Linked DNA regions of Sus scrofa: region 1 is linked to region 2. A link is a contact called in public Hi-C data. All regions are on one chromosome and are shown on one strand. The core of a region is the stretch at or near the end of the contact, and the rest is flanking DNA. Distances in the headings are between cores, read along the strand shown. Region 1 overlaps DNAJC11 (dnaJ homolog subfamily C member 11). Region 2 holds the start of TAS1R1 (taste receptor type 1 member 1).

Region 1 (6,174 bases), core at 903-3,402, 76 kb after region 2:
AGCCGGGAGGCTGGGTCGAGCCACCGGGGGTGTGTCTCAGCAGACAAGGACCGGGCCCTACATGTGGCCTCCACCTAGAAGCACCCAGCCAGCGAAGCCAGAGGCAAGCCGGCCGGCCACTGCAGTGGGGGACAGAGGGAAGGGTCTGGAAGGGGAAGCAGCGCTGCCTGCACTGATGCCCATGCTGCTGCACCTGTGACCCTGTGAACTGCTGCAACCGGTGCTGAGCCGTGTGCGAAGCTGGCACCAGGGCTGTTTGTCTGGGGCCATCGGGGAGGCAGAGAGAAGGAAGGGCCAGGCCAGTGGGGCTCATGCAAGTCCTTGGAGCACAGACTCAGACAGCACTGACTGAATGTCCGGCAGCTGGACCCTGGCCCACGACAGAGCGACTGTGTCCTTACGGACAGAATTACCAAGCAGAGTCTCTTCCTTAACGCAGGGGGAGCCCAGGAAGCCTATGAGGGGCCAGAAAGAGCTGAATTCAACATACTTGACTTTGAGAGAGACGCCCTGGGGGACTCCAACGCTGACCACTGCCCCTAAGACACTGTGCCTGGAGATCTTCCTCTCCGCTCCGTACTCCACCACCGTCCCGAAGAAGCCTGCCCTGCAGGAGCAGGCTGCAGTGAGCGAGCAGGGCCCCTCAGCTCCCCACCCCTCCCGGTCACCAGCAGCAAACTGTCACGGACAGAGCCCCTCCCCGCCCCCAAGATTCACGACCAACGCCCTCGGTCAAGGAAGAGAACCGTCCAGACAGCAGTGGTGCAGCTCTGCCACCAGCCCCCGTTCAAGGACAGGGCTGACAGGTCAGGGCCACGTGACCGACATGAGCAAGAACACGAGCAGGAGCCCCCCATCACCCGGGCCGGGACTCACTTGAGGGAGCCTTTGACTCGGGTCTGGTCGTCATCCTGGAACTTGTGCTGATAACTGATCAGTGCGAAGGAGTGAGGGATTCCGAGCTGGGGAGGCAGTGCAGGAGGGCAGCGGGGCTGAGGCGAGCGGGCCGCGCTGCACAGCCTCCCCGAGTGTGTGAAAACCCGGGAGCTTCCCCACAAACACCCAGGAAAAACAAACCCCTGCACACCGAGCCTGCGTCCTTTCAGGCAGCAGCTGCTGGCTGAGGTGCCCCCCGACCCCACCCGGCCCCTGCCCGCAGGACGGCCGTGGGCTCCCTGACCGACCAGGGCCTCTCCCACAAGAAATGGGGGAAAGCCCTTTGCTTTAGGACAGAAGGGACCCAGCTCCCCTGGGGGCCTGAGAACAACAGTATTTCAACGCCTGAGGGCGGGGGAGCAGAACCTGCCCCGAGGTCCCACGGGTGCTGGGACTTGGGGTGAGCGGGGGGAGGGCTGTCAAGGGCTCCCAGGGGTGGGGAGGGGCCATCCTCACTTGCAGCGCCACGGTGAAGTGGCTGGTTTTGGTGTCCCGTACGATGCTGGTGTTCATGGCTGACTGGATGCCCCAGCGCCACTGCAGGTAGCCCACGGTGTTCTTGTCCAGGTTCCGAGCCAGGACGGTGGTGAGGCCGGGCCGGATGCCGCGCGACGAGAACTGCAGAGCACAGTTCGTCGTCACGAAGCTGGGGGACACAGAGAGAAATGGTCCTGGCTGACACCTGCTCTCGGCTGGGCTCGGCCCCTTCCTCTCCGCCACCCCCCATGCCTCCCTGGGCTGGCTCTCCAAAAGGCAGGCGGGGGCCCGAGCCCCCTCCATGGGGCCGTGTCCAGGTAATCCTGCCTCTGAGCTGCACTCCCCACCCCGTCCCACTCCAACTTCAGCTACAACCAGAGGCACCTGCTGTCTGTGCTCCTAAACCAGCAGGTCCAACCCTGCTGGAAGTCGGAACCACCTGCGAGGTTCCCAAGCCGGGTCGCCCTCTGCAAACACCTGGCTCATCCGAAGGTACCAAGTGCTGGCTCCGCTCCAGCCATTCTGACCTCCAGGCGGGAGGCAGAAGTGTGGAGTCAGAGTCTGACGTGGTCAAAGCTGCCCAGGTGAGGCTCACGTGCAGCCATGACTGAGAACTCCTAACCCAGGGCCCAGCCCAGCCCAACGAAGGCATGCTTCTGGGTGGAGGCCAGGCATCAGCACAGGCTGCACAGGACTGACGGAAGCCACGCCAAAGCCAGAGTGAACCAGTTCCCAGAAAGGCCTCTGAAGTTTGCTTCCAAGGGAGTCAGCCCCCTCTTCTGGTAAAGAAAGGGTATTTCATGTCCATGACAAAGGAATCTCGGTGCTTCACTCAGGAGTTAAAAGCAAACGGCTGGCCTGCAGTGACCAGGTCATTCTCCTTCCTAAGCTCTGGAGGCCCCGCTTTTGCCACTGAAATAACAGTACATGGGGTACCTCTGATGACAGTGGCCCCGGTACTCACATACCTCCCCCGGGCCAGACCAATCAGGACTCAACTCCGTGCTCTCTGCAGCCCCCACTTCCCTGCGGACCACATTCCTCTGCTGAGCCCCCCAGGGTCAGAGGGCAAACAGGGAGAGGAGATAAAAGTCACCCTGAGATGCTGCCCAGTGACATGTGAAAGAATCAAAATGCAGAGAATGAGACCGCTGTTTATTCAAAGTTATGTGATGTAGTATTTTTATGGAACGGGCCCGAGAGAGAGGGGCTCTGGGGAGATCAGCAAGATGGGCAGAGCCAGGGGAGAGGGGGGCTTCACACGGGCAGCCTGCCTGCGGGTTTCACACCTGCACCCCCCGCCCTTTTTTTTGCTTTATAGGGCCACACCAGCAGCATATGGAAGTCCCCAGGCTAGGGGTCCAATTGGAGCTGCAGCTGCCAGCCTACACCACAGCCACAGCAACACAGGATCCAAGTCGTGTCTGTGACCTACTCCACAGCTCACAGCAATGAGGCCAGGGATCGAACCCACGTCCTCATGGATACTAGTTGGGTTCAGTATCACTGAGCCATGATGGGAACTCTTCACCAGCTAACCTTCTGATCACTAGTTTGGATTGGTAACTGGGAACAGGGCCCCCTGGACAAGCAGACACTGTACATTAATAAGCTGGCATCCTTTTAATAAATCTGTACTCTCAAGTCTGATAAACTGGGTGCTTTGATGAAATGCAATTTCCAGACCTGCAAAAGCTGCTGACTGGCCACACCTATAGACCAGGTGGCCACTTGATGGACAGACACTTTGAGGCGCCACCACATGAAACTGTCCACGGGTTTTCCTCAATTGAGTGTCTTCTAAACATGTCTGATGTTCAGGATGACTGGAGCTGTCTGCTAAAACCACAGACGTGTTTTGTTTTTTTTTTTTTTGTCTTTTTGCCTTTTCTAAGGCTGCTCCCATGGCATATGGAGATTCCCGGGCTAGGGGTCAAATCAGAGCTGTAGCCACTGGCCTACACCAGAGCCACAGCAACACAGGATCCGAGCTGCATCTGCCACCTACAACACAGCTCACAGCAACGCCGAATCCTTAACCCACTGAGCGAGGCCAGGGATCAAACTTGCAACCTCATGGTTCCTAGTCGGATTCGTTAACCACTGCGCCACAGCGGGAACTCCCCTCCTCTCTTTTAAACTACAGATTCCTCTAGGCCCCTCTCTCAGAGGACCTGAGAGAGGGCTGGTGTCAGGCAGGAGTCCATGCTTTCAGTCGGAAGCATGGAAGGTGACAACTGTAAGCAGACAAGGTAAAGAGAACGCTGACATGTTCCGGTTCAAAGCCTAAATCCTTGTCCTTTCCCAGACCACTGAGTCCAAGAGCAGAGGCCGAGGAGCCGTGTTCTAACTGCGCACGGGTGACCCTAGTGCTAGGGTGTCTCTTCTGCCTACTTCCGGGCCTCTGCTCGGCTGTGCTCCCTCCATGGGCTCCCAGAAGCCATGCCCTCTTTCTCTCCACACTTCTTACCTGTCTGTGGGACCGCCCTGCAAACCCGCTTTGACTCCAGGGCTGGAGGGCAGGCTGGGCCTCCCGGCAGAACCTGTCCGGCACACAGGCGCCCATCCAACCCGAAGTGACAGGCCCTCCTTTTCAAGCATCTGCTCCATTCCAGGACTCCTGCAGCTGTGTTCTATCCCCCAGGGGGAAGAGTTTTGACCTTCTACCCAATTCTTTTTTACATGAGCTCACACAGGTACCCCGAGTGGAAAGTAAGGACACTTCTGTGGTTCTAGAAGGGACAGTCCTAGGAGAGTGACGTCACTGCAAGAGCAGAGAAGAAGGCGAGCAGAGGCTGGTGGGGTTTAAAGCTCTGGCCTAACAGATCCATTTGATAACCAGACATGCTGCCTCCCTTCCTAAAGAAGCCCCCTTTCCCAACTTAAAACACATTCTCTGGGACAAAGAAATGACCCACAAGTCCACACACATTCCAGACCCTGAGCAACTGCCCTACGAAGGTGTGTTCCTCCAGTGCGTCACGGGCCTTTCGGCCCTTGGGGACCGAGCAGGGAAGGGGACTCACCCCAGGGACGAGGAAACTGAGGTCACGGCCAGGAGGCTGGCCCTGGGCTGAGACAAGCAGCAGGGTCCACCCCACCCCCAATCCAGAGCTTTTTCTTTTTTTGTCTTTTTGGTCTTGTTTTTGCCTCCAGTGTGGAGAGGCTTGATGCAGGATCTCAGTTCCCAAGACCAGCGACTGAGCCTGGGCCGTGAAGGCACCGAATCCTAACCACGGGACCACCAGGGAATGCCCCCTCAACCTGGTGCTCTTGCAACAAGCACGCCGCCTAGGCTCTGCGCTGGCACTGCTGGGTCTGCCCCGAGGGACCTTGCAGGACACACACAGTAAGTCCAGATGACCCTGACAAAAAGAACACAGGGTCTGGTCTCCTAAATCCACAAAGACCAGCAAAGAGCCTGGATCTCTTGATATTTACCATCTTGGTGTGAGATTACGGAACAGCTTCAGGCCAAATAAAGGTCCCTGCAGATCCCCAGCTCCGAATTCTAACTGTTCAAAAAAGAAAAAAGTATTAATGGTGTTTTATCTCACGGCAGCAGCCCAGGTCTCAGGGAAGCGTCTCTGGTGAGAATCCCTTTACCCCTTTACCGAGTTCAAAGCCATCCGCCCTTGCCAGAGCTCTCCAGGGAGGGGCGGGGAGATTCTTTCTTTTTTTTTTCTTTGTCCTTTTTAGGGCCCCACCCATGGAATATGGAGATTCCCAGGCTAGGGGTCTAATCGGAGCTGTAGCCACTGGCCTACACCACAGCCACAGCAACGCCAGATCCGAGCCTCGTCTGCGACCTACACCACAGCTCACGGCAACGCCAGATCCTTAACCCACTGAGCGAGGCCAGGGATCGAACCCATGACCTCATGGTTCCTAGCGGGATTTGTTAACCATTGAGCCATGACGGGAACTCCAGGATGGGGAGGTTCTTAATACCTCATCTTAACCCTTGCCAGACAGACCCCGAAGAGGCAGTTTTCAGCGGCGTTCCGAGAGGAGACCTTCCACAGGCACTGCTCGCCCACGGTCTCCCTCCCTGTGTGCCACCTGCAGGGCACCTGCTGCAGTCAGGTGCCCCATCCCATGGTGCTGGCTTCTGTGCATTGTCACCTGCTCTGCTTCCCTGTCTGCAGGTCTCACAGGTGACTGGAGATGGCTCTCATGGATCTGACCTTAAACCCACCAGCAGTTCCACACGTGTAAGTACAGCCTTGAAGTCCAGCTGGTTCTGGCTGCCTCATTCCTAGTCTGGGTGACTTTCAAGGCAACTCCTCAATGTTAATTTAATGCAGCTCAATTTATTTGGCAGAACTGGCTGCTAATGACCACCAATCAGGGATCAGAGTCCTGACACCAAACACTTGCCTTCTGAATTGTGCAAGAGAAGGGGACAGCCTGCAGGTGTTTTGTTTTGTCCCCCCCGCCCCCGCCTTTTCGGCTGCACCCTCGGCATATGGAGGTCCCCAGGCCAGGGACTGAATCCGAGCTGCAGCTGCAACCTATGCCACAGCTGCAGCAATGCTGAATCCTTAACCTGCTGCACCACAGCAGGAACTCCCCAACCTGCAGTGTTTTGTTTCAGGGAGCAAAGAGCTGAGTTTCTAGAGGTTGGATTTCCTAAGTTGGCATCTCAGAGGAAATCTCGTTTTTCTATCCTAACTCTCAGCTGTCAGATGGAGAGGATTCCTTCTCAGATGTGAGACGTGGCTTTCTCTTTGGGACAGTCAACTCATTCAAGTGTGACAG
Region 2 (5,963 bases), core at 1,866-4,365:
AAAATTATGAGCTTTAAAAAAAAAAGAAGGGAGTTCCCGTCGTGGCGCAGTGGTTAACGAATCCGACTAGGAACCATGAGGTTGCGGGTTCAGTCCCTGCCCTTGCTCAGTGGGTTAACGATCCGGCGTTGCTGTGAGCTGTGGTGTAGGTTGCAGACGCGGCTCGGATCCTGCGTTGCTGTGGCTCTGGCGTAGGCCGGTGGCTACAGCTCCGATTCAACCCCTAGCCTGGGAACCTCCATATGCCTCGGGAGCGGCCCAAGAAATAGCAACAACAGCAACAACAACAACAACAACAAAAAGACAAAAGACAAAAAAATAAAAAAAATAGGAGTTCCCGTCGTGGCGCAGTGGTTAACGAATCCGACTAGGAACCATGAGGTTGCGGGTTCGGTCCCTGCCCTTGCTCAGTGGGTTAAGGATCCAGCGTTGCCATGAGCTGTGGTGTAGGTTGCAGACGCGGCTCGGATCCCGCGTTGCTGTGGCTCTGGCGTAGGTCAGTGGCTACAGCTCCGATTCAACCCCTAGCCTGGGAACCTCCATATGCCGTGGAAGCGGCCCAAGAAATAGCAACAACAACAACAACAACAACAACAAAAAAAAGACAAAAAAAAAATAAAAAATAAAAAAATTAAAAAAATTAAAAAAAAATAAAAAATAAAAATTATGAGCTTTAGAAGTTTCCATCATGGCTCAGGGGTTAGCAAGACCAGCTAGCATCCATGAGGACGCAGGTTCAATCGCTGCCCTTGCTCAGCGGGTTAAGGATCCAGCATTGCCAGGAGCTGTGGTGTAGATCACAGACGTGGCCCAGATCCCACACTGCTGTGGCTGTGGCCTAGGGTGGCGGCTACAGCTCCCACTGGATCCCTAGCCTGGGAACCTCCACATGCCACAGGTGGGGCCCTAAAAAGGACAAAAAGACATAAATTATTAGCTTTATTATATGGTACATCCTCAGAAAATCACTCAGTTCTTTTCATTACCTCGGTTCAGATGCGACTTGAGCAAAGTCCGGGCTTCCCTTTTCATCTCCTTCTTGCTTTTCTCAGACACTGAGTAGTGAACTGCGGTGACAGTCAGGCGAGCGTGCGTATAGGTGGAGTACACGTCCTGAGCGGGCTGGCCTTGGCTGATGTTAAAACCGAGCACCTGCACTTGACCGTAGAGGCAGGTCACACGACAGATCCCGCTAAAGATGAAGCTCTAGATGGAAAGAAAAAAGAAAGGGAGAAAGAAAGTTACAGAGTCTGTTACTAACAACTAAAAACTTCAAAGTTCTTAACTGGCTGTGCAGACATCAAAAGGCGGCTGATTTCTAGTAACAGAGTACCTTGTAGGTGACTATCTAGTATTCCCCCCCCACCTGCTGTACAGCATGGGGATCAAGTTATTTTTACATGTGTACATTTCCCCCCCACCCTTTGTTCTGTTGCAATATGAGTATCTAGACGTAGTATTTTTAACTAATAGTATCACTATCTTTTTTTTCTTTTTAGGGCCACATCTGGGGCATATGGAGGTTCCCAGACTTGGGGTCAAATTGGAGCTGCAGCTGCCGGCTTACACCACAGCTGCAGTAATGCCCGATCCAAGCCGAATCTGCAACCTAAGCTGCAGCTTACTGGCAACACTGGATCCTTAATCCACTGAGAGAGGCCAGGGATGGAACCCACATCCTCAGGGACACTATGTCCAGTTAAGAGCCACAATGGAACTCCAACTAACAGAGTATTTTAACTAATTAACATTTTAAACCTATGATCATATCCTACAGCAGCTATAGGGACAGAGAGTCTGTTTTTTTTTTTTTTTGTTTTTCTTTTTAGGGCTGTACCCAAGGCACGTGGAAGTTCCCAAGCTAGGGGTCAAATCTAAGCTGCAGCTGCTGGGCTACCCACAGCCACAGCAATGAAGGACCCTAGCCAAGACTGTCACTTACACCTCAGCTCACGGCAGTGCTGGATCCTTAACCCACTGAGCAAACACAGGGATCAAACCTGTTCTCATGATACTAGTTAGATTCGTTACCGCTGAGCCACAATAGGAACTCCGGGACAGGCTGGTGAACACTGACCCAAGGGGGTCTCCCAAACTCAGCTCTGCTGTTCTCACGGCTCTCTGTCCTCACAAAGGCCCAGGCCTGCAGAGCCTCTGCCTTTCTTAGGGTTTTACTTCCCTCCTGCATAGAGGGGGACTGCCTAGACCAAGGTCCAGGTGAAGAGCAGGGGCCCTGCCATGAGGCTGCCAGAATGTGACTGTTGGCTCTGCCTCCACGTATACTTTTTGCCAAGTTACCTAAGCTATACTCTTCCTCTCTGTAAACATTCCTAGTGGTAATGACTCCATAGAGAGCTGGTAGTGTTAACGGAGTTCATATGCCCAAAACACTCAGAACACTTAAGGGCCCGGCATACCAAAGCACCCAGTAAATGCGGTCTATTCTTATAATTATTATTCTATTTTAAGTCCCTCCAGCTCCGCAGACCTAGAATTAGGGAGGTCCTTGTTACCCTCGGTTCAGCACCACCGCCCGAGGAATGCGCCCGTCTTACAGCCGGAGAACCCGCAGAAGGATACTGTCTCTCCCAGTCGGCAGCTGCCAGTCAGCAGCTCCCGGGGCTCCCCTCCACCCGCTCTGCCCGCCCGGCTCCCTCGGCGCGACCCACCTGCCCAAGCGGCAGCAGCACCAACGCACGGCCCGGGCCGGCCGGCCGCACTGGCGGGATGGAGAGGATGGCGGAACAACTTGTGGTCAGGTCCGCGGCCACGTCTGGGCTGGGGTCCGGCCTGGGGACCGCGGTCTTGGGCCTCCGGGGCGCCGCCGCGCGCGACACCAGGCAGCCGCCCTCCCGCCAGTCCACGCCGGCCGCCTGGGCATGCAGCAGCCGCCGCCGAAGCCGCCTTCGGCCGCACCAACGCAAAGTCCTGAGCCGCCGGCGGGGCCGGTGGCCGAGAATGAGTTGGGACCGGGCCTTGCGGGCCCGCAGCCACGTGGAGCGGGAGGAACCCCGCTTGAGCACCAGCACTGAGTCCGCCATGCTGGTCCCCGGCGCCTCTCTCTGGCGAATCTCGCGAGAGAGCCCGTCGCTCCGCCCCGCGGCCCGTCAAGCCGGCTGGGAGCCACGGGCGCTCTCTGCCGGCGGCCTCGGCAGCGCACCCGGACCTTGGCGGGCCCCTCGGAGTCTCACGCCCGCCGGCGACCGGAGAAGGGGCCGCCTGGATGACACCTAGCCGGGCGGTCCCAGCGAGGGTGACATTTACATTATGCAAAAGATCTTATCTGGCCGCCCGGGGGCGGAAGTCGGTTACCCCGAGTCCAGGGCCACCTCTCCGGAAATCCACCAAGGTTTTTTTTTTTCCCCTGGCAGAAAAAGCTCCAGGCTTGGCGTTGTAAACAAAACCGGTCTATTTGCATAGCCTCTGTTTGCATGCATTTGTCTTTTGAGTTGTAGCCAGCAAGCCTGTAAAACCAGGCGTAACTAGGATGATTCACTCAGAATTTCAACTTAAGCATCCTGAGGACTGGGGTGGGGGTAGGGAGCAACGCAGAACTTTGTCTCACGTGGTGAACGGAGGCCCGGGTAAGAGGTTCTAAAGTCTGCAGCTCCCTGATGGAACGGTCCCCGTTCCCAGCCGCCCCCCCCCCCCCGCAACTGTGTTCCAGCCTTCCCCTCCCCCACCCGAATACTGGGGCTCCCTTTCTGAGCTGGGTGAGGCCACAGGCACCAGAGCAAGGACAGAACCCACAACCGTCCAGAGGAAGGGTCAGGGGGTGCCACCTGGCTTGCACCTGTGCCTTGACTCTGCCCAGTTCCTGAGGAGGACCGCAAGCCCGGAAGGCCTAGGCCAACAGCCGGGTTCCTACAACCGGGCTCCTGTCCCACCCCTTTGAAAGGCATGAAGCTGGGAGGCATCCTGGCAGCTGCAACCTTTCTATTTAAACAGCCCAGCCTGGTCGGAGGGCGTCGCTCGGCCATGCCAGGCTCAGGGCGGCGGTCTGGCCAGCATGTTGCTCTGGGAGGCGTGCCTGCTGGGTCTGCAGCTCTCCCTCTCCTGCTGCTGGGCTTTGGGCTGCCAGGGCCCAGAGTCCTCCCCTGACTTCAGCCTCCCTGGGGACTACCTTGTAGCTGGCCTCTTCCCTCTACACGGTGACCACCCAGAGGCGAGGCGCAGACCCACAGTGGCCTTCTGTGACAGGTGAGTGAGGGGTCCACGGAACGGTCAGCGAGGGGGCCCTGTGCCTACAGGGTCTTTGCCAGCCCTCCTCAGCAAGACCTTCTGCCTCTGGGGTTACTATTTGAGGGGTTTTTTTGTTTCGTTTTGTTTCTTTTTATTATTACTCAAATGAATTTATCAGATCTGTAGTTGTATAATGATCATAACAATCTGATTTCACAGGATTTCCATCCCACAGCCCAAGCACATCCCTCCACCCCCCAAACTGTATCCTCCAGAGACCGTAGTTTTTTTATTGTTTGTTTTTGTGTTTTGTCTTTTTGCCATTTCTTGGGCCGCTCCCGCGGCATATGGAGGTTCCCAGGCTAGGGGTTGAATCAGCTGCCAGCCTACGCCAGAGCCATAGCAACGTGGGATCCGAGCCGCGTCTGCAACCTACACCACAGCTCACGGCAACGCCGGATCGTTAACCCACTGAGCAAGGGCAGGGACTGAACCCGCAACCTCATGGTTCCTAGTCGGATTCGTTAACCACTGTGCCACAATGGGAACTCCAAGACCGTAGTTTTTCAGTGTCTGTGAGTCAGCATCTGTTCTGCAAGGAAGTGCAGTGTGTCCTTTTTTCAGATTCCACATGTCAGTCAAAGCATTTGATGTTGGTGTCTCATTGTCTGACTTCACTTAGCATGATGATTTCTAGGTCCATCCATATTGCTAAAAATGCCGGTATTTTGTTCTTTTTAATGGCTGAGTAATATTCCATTGTGTGTATGTACCACATCTTCTTGATCCAGTCCTCTGTCGATGGACATTTAGGTTGTTTCCATGTCTTGGCTATTGCAAATAGTGCTGCAATGAAAACATCGGAGTACATGTGTCTTTGTGAGTTGTTGTTTTCTCTGGATAGATGCCCAGGAGTGGGATTGGGGTTTTGTTTTTTACTTTGGGGTTTTTGGTCTTTTCAGGGCCGCACCCATGGCATATGGAGTTGTCAAGGCTAAGGGTCCATTCGGAGCTGTAGCAGCCAGCCTACACCACAGCCAGATCTGAGCCGCGTCTGCGACCTATCCTGCAGCTCAGGCAACACAGGATCCTTAACCCACTGAGTGAGACCAGGGATCAAACCTGCAACGTCATGGTTCCTAGTTGGATTCGTTTCCACTGCACCACAATGGGAACTCCCTGTTTTTTGTTTTTTTGTTTTTTGGCTGCCCCATGGCATATGGAGTTCCTGGGCCAGGGATCAGATCCAAACCGTAGCCCCGAACTAAGCTGCAGCTGCGGCAATGCAGGATCCCTAACCCACTGTGCCAGGCAGGGGATCGAACCCACGTGCCAGCACTCCCAAGACACAACCGATCCCTTGCCACAGCCGCAGCTCCTGGGTTACTATTTAAACTGCCTCCACCCTCTATCCAACCTGCAGTCTCCACCTTCAGGCACTGGCTACCCGTCCCTGGCACACACTCCCAGTTTCCAGTTTGTCACACATTCTTTTGACCTGGCTGTTAGAGTCCTTTGTGTTATAATCCCATGCCACTTGCTTCCTGGCTTTGTGACATAACTAGACAAGGCAGGGATTAAGCAAGGGTGGCCTTGCCTGCTTCAGCTCCTCCCTGGTTTCTCCCCCAGTACCCACTCCTTAGTCCCCCAGGGGGCAAGTATGGTTCTCAGGGGAAGGGAAGTGGGGGACCTAGCAGCAGATTTTTCCAGAGCTCAGCAAAGATAAATCAGGTCGGTGCTTTCATGAAGTTGAGCGTCTAGGTAGAAAGAAACAATTGCTT

What was found. Hi-C and Micro-C count contacts between places; a contact is called where the count stands out from the background.
Region 1: a Hi-C map of omental adipose tissue shows a contact between it and region 2, with 1.7 times the contacts expected there. The contact joins the enhancer-like site here to the promoter of TAS1R1 in region 2. A contact is called at or near these places in 1 of 5 promoter capture datasets (liver), 15 of 47 Hi-C or Micro-C datasets (blood, embryonic fibroblasts, fetal heart ventricle and 8 more) and 2 of 2 datasets of contacts at active chromatin or transcription factors (alveolar macrophages and skeletal muscle).

Annotation. Positions count from the first base shown.
Region 1 is chr6:67,470,184-67,476,357 of Sscrofa11.1, forward strand. DNAJC11 (dnaJ homolog subfamily C member 11) reads right to left here. Exons shown (of 14, transcript XR_002344878.1): 7 at 4,855-4,928; 8 at 1,393-1,582; 9 at 877-962; 10 at 491-607. Among named protein-coding and RNA genes, the nearest start is that of THAP3, 21 kb to the left of the region's middle. Within about 2 kb of position 2,153, at least 12 of the 83 cell types and tissues checked have an H3K27ac peak or open chromatin away from gene starts, as enhancers often do. A contact at or near this core is called in omental adipose tissue, where this site is marked.
Region 2 is chr6:67,393,358-67,399,320 of Sscrofa11.1, forward strand. It overlaps TAS1R1 (taste receptor type 1 member 1), which reads left to right and starts at 3,116. Exons shown (of 6, transcript XM_013988748.2): 1 at 3,116-4,200. The coding sequence starts at 4,010. It overlaps NOL9 (polynucleotide 5'-hydroxyl-kinase NOL9), which reads right to left and starts at 3,085. Exons shown (of 12, transcript XM_003127541.5): 1 at 2,670-3,085; 2 at 987-1,206. The coding sequence starts at 3,041.